Regions from separate parts of the Xenopus laevis genome. Here region 2 is linked to region 1. Evidence: chromatin contacts called from public Hi-C data. All regions are on one chromosome and are shown on one strand. The core of a region is the stretch at or near the end of the contact, and the rest is flanking DNA. Distances in the headings are between cores, read along the strand shown.

The links. Hi-C and Micro-C count contacts between places; a contact is called where the count stands out from the background.
Region 2: a contact with region 1 is called in a Hi-C map of the XL177 cell line, with 4 times the contacts expected there. A contact is called at or near these places in 2 of 4 Hi-C or Micro-C datasets (the XL177 cell line and the XTC cell line).

What each region holds. Positions count from the first base shown.
Region 1 is chr1L:159,747,379-159,751,783 of Xenopus_laevis_v10.1, forward strand. LOC108715673 (small G protein signaling modulator 1) reads left to right here. Exons shown (of 25, transcript XM_018261064.2): 18 at 2,405-2,476; 19 at 3,033-3,629; 20 at 3,980-4,104. Among protein-coding and RNA genes, the nearest start is that of tmem211.L, 33 kb to the right of the region's middle.
Region 2 is chr1L:159,862,238-159,866,696 of Xenopus_laevis_v10.1, forward strand. The region is part of intron 5 of LOC108715698; the gene reads left to right. Among protein-coding and RNA genes, the nearest start is that of LOC108715698, 57 kb to the left of the region's middle.

The DNA.
Region 1 (4,405 bases), core at 208-2,707:
TCTAATACTCTGAATACCTTCATCATGCTCTAACTTTGAGTCTGACCTTTGGCATTTCTGTTTTAGACCTGGCTCTCTCCTTTTCCATGTAACGTGTGCTACATGAATAAGTTGATGTTTTTATGTGAATGAATGAAGCCACCAGCTGCAGTTATAAACAACTGAATTTTAGTTAAAAAAGTAAACATCTTTTTAGCGGATAAATTAGATTTCCCTTGGCTGCTGACCCCACAGGTGTGCATCTTAGGAGTTATGGATGACATCATATATACTAATCATGCCAGAGTTAGATACCGTACACTGTTGTACTATGCTAAGAAAGTAATTGCTATGGCATGGATGGGTCCCCAACCGCCCACAGTGCAAAACTGGATAACGTTGGTGAATCAGAATCTGCCTCTCATTAAACTCACCTTACTAGCCAGAGGCTCACTGAAGAGATTTGAGAAAATATGGAGTCCGTGGTGGGAAGCGGGGCTTGGTGGTCTGGGCTCCCGAACGTGAAAAGTAACGTTTGTTTCTACTGTCAAAGGCATGAATCCTTAATTCTATCTAGAACCTGATGCTACTGCCCAATCTGTTGATGACAGGAGTATAGGAGGCAATGTTCACATCTTAGGGTAAGGCCACACTAAGCGATAGCGCGGCGATTTGACTCGCGGCGACTTTTCGCCGCGACTTTTAATCCGCAATCGCTGGCGAAACTTTGGCGCTGGCGTCTATGGGGAATCGCTGCGTAAAAACACACGCGGCGATCTTTTTTCTATTGTCGCTCGAAATCGCCTCGCTAGGCGATTTCGAGCGACAATAGAAAAAAGATCGCCGCGTGTGTTTTTACACTGGCGATTTTGCGCGATTCCCCATAGACGCCAGCGCCAAAGTTTCGCCAGCGATTGCGGATTAAAAGTCGCGGCGAAAAGTCGCCGCGAGTCAAATCGCCGCGCTATCGCTTAGTGTGGCCTTACCCTTAATGTACGGCTGTTTGAACTATGTTTTAAACCTTGAGTGTATCAATCACATTACTACACGAATTTGTATGTACAAATTTTATTCCAAGCTCTGTAATGGTAACTCAACTACATTTACGGCATATACTTTGTTTTATGTTTAATGTGTTGTAAAGCAATAAAATTTTGCCTTTAAAAAAAAAAAAAAAGTAAACATCTTTATAAAGCAATTAATTTTTTACACTGAACTATTCAACAGTGCCCATAAATTCACTATTCACTAAAGATATCAGAAAAATGCAGGATGCAGTGGCGAAACTAGAAATTACTGGGCTCCAAAGCAGATTATTTTTCAGGCCTCCAAAATATCTAGAGATTGACCTATTTTAATAATATTTATTGAAATTGGCCTCATGGGGCCCCTATACTTCCTGGGCCCCCCAGTCAGCCGCAGGGTCTGCTTCCTCTGTAAATAAGCCACAGGCAGGATGTGACACAATTAGTTGTGTGCTATAAAGATTTTGAGTTGTGCAGTACCTCAACTACCCCTTAGATGTCATGAGTGTCATGTTCACACAATAAGACAGGTATTTAATAGACATCATTAGTCTTCTCCCTCCCATCAGAAGACTGCTATACACCCCTTTGCACCTGTAAAAACAAGTTTTATAAAGCTCCGTAATGGTTGCTTACAAAAGTAGCTTTATGTAAAATAACTGTGTTGTAAAATACACAATAAACCTGTGTTGTTTTCCCCACAGTTGCTTTTGCTTTTTTTTTTATTTTTAATGTGCCCAATTCAGTTCAGTGGAACATAGGTTTAGAGTGTTAAAATAAATATTGATGTTATTTGTTTGGGTTTTGGTATTTTTGGCATGTTTATAAATAAACAATTTACAATTATCAAATATTTATATACATTTTTCTCATAAATTGGCCGTATGTATGTATAAAGTAATGCCGGAAGTCCCAGCAAGTTATTGGCAAATATTTTAAAAAATGTGGGTTGAGGATTTCATGTTGTCCTTTCCTTAAGTTCTGCTTGTACTGGATGGGCTAGTGACCCTTTTTAGCCACAAATATATAGTAAATAAAGTACCCCCTCTTGTAAAATATAAGGATATTATAAGTTACCGAGGAGTTCCATGACCATATAAAAACACGAGCCAAAAAGAATTACCAGCAGCACACTGTGTGAGTTGTAGTTGTGCAAAAAGGTTTATTTAGCCAAAAAACCCTTTATCAAGCCTAATGTTACTACATCCTTGACTGAAGGATGTGTGGATTCAAACCCACCCTTTCCTTGTAGTGACATCACAAACAAATATACATACTCATATTATTATGTATATATGTTTGTGAGGTTTATGGTCCAGTGGCAGGCGTGGGCCCTCCAGTACAGCAATATAGTTTTATAGTTTGATTTGTGTACTCATTGATTGTTTTTGTTTACACAGTCCTCTCAAAGCTGCAGCTCCGATAGACAAAATCATGCCCGCTTGCAGAGTGATTCCAGCTCTAGTACACAGGTATCGTCAACTTTTTCCCCCTATGGAGTCTGAAGTAAAAGACTTTTGCTTATCTAAGCCCAAATCTTGTATAGCTACAATATTTTGAATGCTTTTTTAAATCGCATCTAGGCTTTCTTTTTGAAAAAGATTAAAATTGATGAAAATTAAAACTAGCTGCATTATTTGTGCAGAAGGATTGTAGTTAACAGGTGTTTATATGATCATACCCCATATGTAATAAAAGGAGCACATTTATCTTGGTTCAGTAACTTATAACAACCAATGAGATGTTTGCTTTTAACCTGATGACCAGTAGATACTACCTGCTGATTGGTTGCTATAGGTGACTAGACCTGTGATGTCCTACATCATTTAGTGAGACTTTAAGTTCTGATATGGGCCAATAAGGAGACATTGGATGCTGCATAATGATAACATGACCCTGTACATTTTACAGTTGTAGATGTTGTTTACTTTTGGTGGTTTTCATTGTTCATTTAATAAGCTGAATTTGTTTTTGTAGTGTGTTTTACACAATGAAATATCAGTACAGATATGTGTAATTCTGTCACAGGTGTTTGAGTCAGTAGAAGAAGCAGAACAAATAGAAGCCAGAAGTGAGGACAGCAAACCTACTAAGATATCTAACGGAACTGTTGCTAATGGAACCTGCTCTCCGGATTCAGGTCATCCTTCTTCACGAAATTTCTCCATTACCTCTGGGTATTCTGAACATAGTTTTAGCACAGATGACAATGCTTCTCTAGAGACCAACAAAAACTCCCTGCACTTGCACATGAAACAGGGGATTGCTGAGGTAAAAAAACAAACCACCTCAGATATTATCCTTCCAGATAACAAGACAGCAGAAGTGCTTCCCATTCAGGACAGCTTGGATGGAGAGGTGACCACTAATGAGAGCCTGGATGATTTTCTTTCCATTACTGAGAGCACAGACGATCTCCTGCCAGACAAGGAGACAGCTATGCTCTCTGTTGTAGAAGCGTGGCCAGACAGTGAAGCAGATAAAGAGAGCCTAGTAGGAAGTGAAGATAACTTGTCTGAAGAACCAGAGATGGAGAGTTTATATCCACAGCTTGACTCACTGGTGGTCATTGATGCTACGGTGTGTGAGATGTCTCCTGTTTCTTCAACAGGAGTGACGTATTCAGTAAGTATTTAACAGAAACTGGAAAAGTTTTAGTAACATATTGAGAGCCTTCTGCCAACTGTTTATTTTTGTCACCAGTATGCACCATATCTAGGGACTTTTTAGGTTGCAATCCTGCTTAATATTACAGAATGTGAATCAATTACCTGAAAGAGACATCTTTAGGGGATGTCTGTCTATGCTCCCCTTGATCATAGAGATCTCGATGATAAAGTAATTATTTGAATCTTAATTAATTTGTGAGTGCCAGTTGGGCTTTAAAACTACACGGCACTTTGTTAATGTCACTTGTGTTCATTTTAGCACCAGTTTTCTAAATTATTCTATCTGCATTTTCTGCTCAATCATAGCAAGAACTCTTGGACATGTACACCATAAATCTTCATCGCATAGAAAAGGACGTGCAGAGATGTGATCGCAACTACTGGTATTTCACACCAGCCAACCTGGAGAAGCTACGCAACGTCATGTGCAGGTGTGTAACACTCTTCAAAGCTGGAGGAGAGTTATTAGTTTGTATCCTAACCCTACAGGTTGCAGTAGGCTAACATGGCTTGTTATATTTCTTGATATATGTATGCATCATTCCTTGTACAATGCTGAATATGTAGCTTTGCTATTTTTAATAGAGTATAAGTACATGAGCATACTCTGCATCAAACATAAGATTTTTCTGTTGCTCAAAAATTAATGGCATTTTTTTAAAAAAAATGTACAGCTTTATTTTTCTATCATTATTGTTTACCTTTCTTTAATAATACAATAAATGTTCTTCA
Region 2 (4,459 bases), core at 239-2,738, 110 kb after region 1:
CAAGTTTCAGTGAGTTATGTGACAAATGATATCACTACTCACCGTTTATAACTGGTGACATCACTACTCATCGTTTATAATGATATCATTTACAAGATATTCATGGCTTTTGCGAATTGTATATTAATATACATTCATATAAATCAAATTGCTACGGACACACATTTTGCTGCCTTTTCGGCATGGTCCGCGCCGAGGTTCTTTAAAAAAAAAAAAATGGCCGATGCGTAAAAACGCTTGCGGTTTCAACCTTCGGCAATGACATGCTACGCTAGCGGATTTTACTCTGCGGTCAGCTAGCAGTGTGAAGCTTGCTGAAAACGCTGCACGTATCCACGTGTGTTCGTAGCCTAAGGAATTAAATAAGCTCATTTGGAGATTCTTACATTATACATGTGTATGGGTTTAATTGATGATGACTTTTAGTTATCTTTATTAAAAAAAAAAAAAAAAAAAATCAGTTTGTTATAGTTGTTGCTAGACCTTTGCTATAGAAGCATGTAAATAAGGTGAGAAGCAAGAACATGGCTCCGTTTCACACATACACCATCTGGTTATGCCACAATCAGATAGTACAGAGTGTGTTCTTTGATATTCAGCACATACATATACATAATATCTACAGTACAGGTATGGGATCCGTTATCTAGAAACCAGTTATCTAGAAAGCTCTAAATCTTGGGAAGGCCATCTCCGATAGACTCCATTTCATCCAAATCATTACATTTAAAAAAAAAAATCCTTTTTATCTTTAATAATAAACAGTACCTTTTACTTGATCTAAGTTGACCTGACTAAACCATATTGGAGGCAAAAAAAATCCTACTGCATTTATTTAACGTTTAAATGATTTTCTAGTAGACTTAAGGTATGAAGATCCAAATTACGGAACGATCTGTTATCCAGAAAATCCCAGGCATTCTGGATAACCTGTCCCATGCCTGTATTGCTTATTTCCCTAAGTAGGGAATATTTTATGACCACAGTAGTCTGAATATTCTTTCATCACAGTCTATACAATAGTTTACACTTGTCTAAACAAACTGTATATTGACGCAGTATTTATGTTAGGTTATTTTACATGGTGGCTACATTGTCCTAAGCAAAGTGATAGGAATGTTCTGGTGATTTGTTCCCTGTTATACAGTGGTTAATATGTAAATATTCTATTTATGTATGTCTTGTATTTATGTAAGTGTTAACATGAAAAAAAAGGATAAATACATCTAATAGCACACCAGCATTTTGCTGCTGTTCCCCGTTCCATCAGTGTTGAGGTTCACTCTGTATGTAGATCCACAAGCTAGTAAAAAGAACATGGGGCAACATAGATAGGGAATGGAAAGTGCAAGCCATAGAGACATGTTTATTTAGAAAAAGTGAAAAAGCTGAATTTACATATCTAATTCCACATCCCCATCTGAGGTGCCATAAGGCTGAATGCTTAGGACGTTTCAGTTTCTTGGTGTTGCACATTGAGATCCCTATTTGGGTGTGAATGTAGAACAGGATGGTGCTGAATCAGCTGCTCTTATCCATTTACATTTGTATGTGAAACAGCAGACACTATAATATAGATGCTAATGCCTTTACCCTGGGGCGCCTGTTTATTATTCTAGGTACTGATCTAAACTGCTTTTTGGCTGCTAGACTGTAAGCATGCTGGCAGTACAAGAGAAAGAGACACCATGAAATCAATATGTTTACAGTGTTTTTTTCTATCCAAATGATAGGAGCATTACTCCAGAAGTATAAATAGTAATACCCCGCAATGTCCCACTCAGTTGATATAAATATGAATACATCCACCTCCCAGAGCTGTTTCAGTGCACCTCGGCTAATGTGTACGCAGTCAGTAAAAGTTCCACTTGCAAGTTTTTACCCAGCCTGTTGTCTCGTATGACTGGCTAATCCCCTACGTGTAACCTTGCTGATGAAAGAGGAAGCTTCCCTCGTTGTGATGAGGAACATGTAAATTATTGATGTCCGTCTGAGTACTTAGTGCGGTGGGGCTAATAACGACAAGGCACCCAGGATGAGCAACTGCAACTAGTATCTGCAACATGGACTATTACTACCTGTCACACTGCTTTAAATTTTTTGGGACAGTCTGGGTGAGTTACTGCTTTGCAAATACTTTAGAAACATTAGCTCTAATGGCTTCTTTGACTTGTGCTAGAACATTACACTTTTTCTTATATTTTCCTTTAAATTGGTTCATAGAATGCTTGATGTTTGATAGTAGAAGAACTACAGTATAATGAGTGACACGGGGGGGGGCTCTCAGTTGCTGCTATTTTACAAGTGTCTTTTTTTGGATCATTCTTTAAAATTACAAAGAATAAAGGAAAGGTATTTATTTGGAGAGCCGCCAGGATAAATCTATAGCCGGTATTTCCACTGGCTTCAACTGCAGGCAGCTAGAAACAACTGGAGGACCCCAGGTTTCCTATAGCTGATGTGTAATATGGCATGTTGTTAGTGCTACATACAATGACATCGCTTATCCAGGATCTGTCAGTACAGGAAACAGGACGGTGCCTTATTTATCTTTTTCACCAAACCCGTCTGCCTCTGGATAGGAGCTCTCTAAAATTAAATGTATCTCCTTTCCACCCCTTGCACCCCTGTCTCCATCACAGAGTTCCACAGCAACTTTCTTAATGTTGGGGCTCATTTATCAACAATAGGCAAATATGCACCTGGCCAGTAACCCATGGGAAACGGTGACATTTCTGTTTTAATTATTCTTCTTGCAGTTTCATACCTCCCAACTGTCCCTTTTTCGGAGGGACAGTCCCTCTTTTGTCAGCTCAACCTGCCGTCCCTCATTTGTACAGGAAAGTCCCTATTTTCTCTGCATTGAACAGTCAGAAAAAGAAACAAAGTTTCTTACTTAATTGGCTTTTAGCAGAGAACACAGAACAGCCAACAGGTGCAAATAAGATACTTTGTAACAATTTTGAGACACAAAAAAAAACTTTAGCTAAGGAGAAATATTTTCAAACTTTCATAACCTGCCAAATTTTGTAAAATGAACATGGTAATTAGGGGGTGTGGCCGCATAAAGGGGTGTGGCCCAAAAAATTTGCTGCACTACATGCAAAAAATAATGTTGTCCCTCTTTTTACTTCCAAAATGTTGGGAGGTATGAAGTTTGCTTAAAAAAAAGTTTATTTGCCCAGTGTTGATAAATGACCCTTACATGTCTTGGTCGGTAGTGACATCATGCATTTGGTGTCCAAAACAAATTTCACTGATAAAAGGGATTTCTATTTGGGAAAGAAAGAACAGAAAGCCTTTCATCTTGTTTTGTACAAAGGTATATAAAAGTAAATCACATACAGGAGGACCAGCATATACTCAAGGACCAGCATATACACAAGCTCATTCTCAAAGAAAGACAGCTTCATTTATCTGGGGGGATAAAAAAAGCTATATCATGTTAACCAGCTGTTGGCCAACGAAGTGTATGCTGGCCGTGGCTCTGCGACTGTTGTTGAACTACATCAGCCATCAGCAGCTTTCTCACTGCATTCCAACTAGTTGCAGCACAGCAGAGTAAACAAGACAGTTCCACCTTGCATAAAGGCAATAATTAATTGAAACCAGTTCCTCTAATGGTGCAGAGTTTAAAGGGCCAGTTAACTTTGCAAGCATGCTTTAATCAAACCAATTGTAATTGCTTGACTTTTTTCCTTTGTGCTGTTAGATTAATTCTTGCCCTTTGAAGAAAGCTAAACTAAGTGCATCTGTAGCAAAATGTCTGTCTGCCATTACCAGCTCCTTTGTGTAAGTTTCTGGTCTCCCCTGTTCTCGCAGGCATTTGCTTTTATGTATCAAAATTTCTTGTATCCAAAGATAGCTGTCCCAAAGGCTTACTTTTCCATAAAAAGTTTCTTTATTTAAATTATCATTAAAAATTCAGTTACATACAGTCCCCCCAGGCCCACCTTATGCGTTTCGCACCCTCCGTGATACACCCTCATAGGTGTATCTGAGATACACCTATGACTAAGCGCCGGAGGGTGCGAAACGCGTAAGGTGGGCCTGGGGGGACTGTATGTAACTGAATTTTTAATGATAATTTAAATAAAGAAACTTTTTATGGAAAAGTAAGCCTTTGGGACAGCTATCTTTGGATACAAGGAATTTTGATATATATATATATATCGCCTGTGAACTGGGGCGAGTTCCTTGGGCTTAACCAAGTTTAAATCAGAGGTGGACTCCCAATCTTTATATACAGTATTTGCTTTTATGTGTTAATAAAATGTATTGCTGCTTCTGCTTTTTACAATACAAGGAAATGCAGAGTTACTTTGGGTAAAGGTGAGATGTCTTTGTAATAAGCTTGCCTACAACTTGCAGTAACTCATATCATTACTGTACTGTAACCAGAGAGCTGCATTGTGTGTAACTGCTGCTATTGATCCTGAATATTTAATCTGCCGTCAAC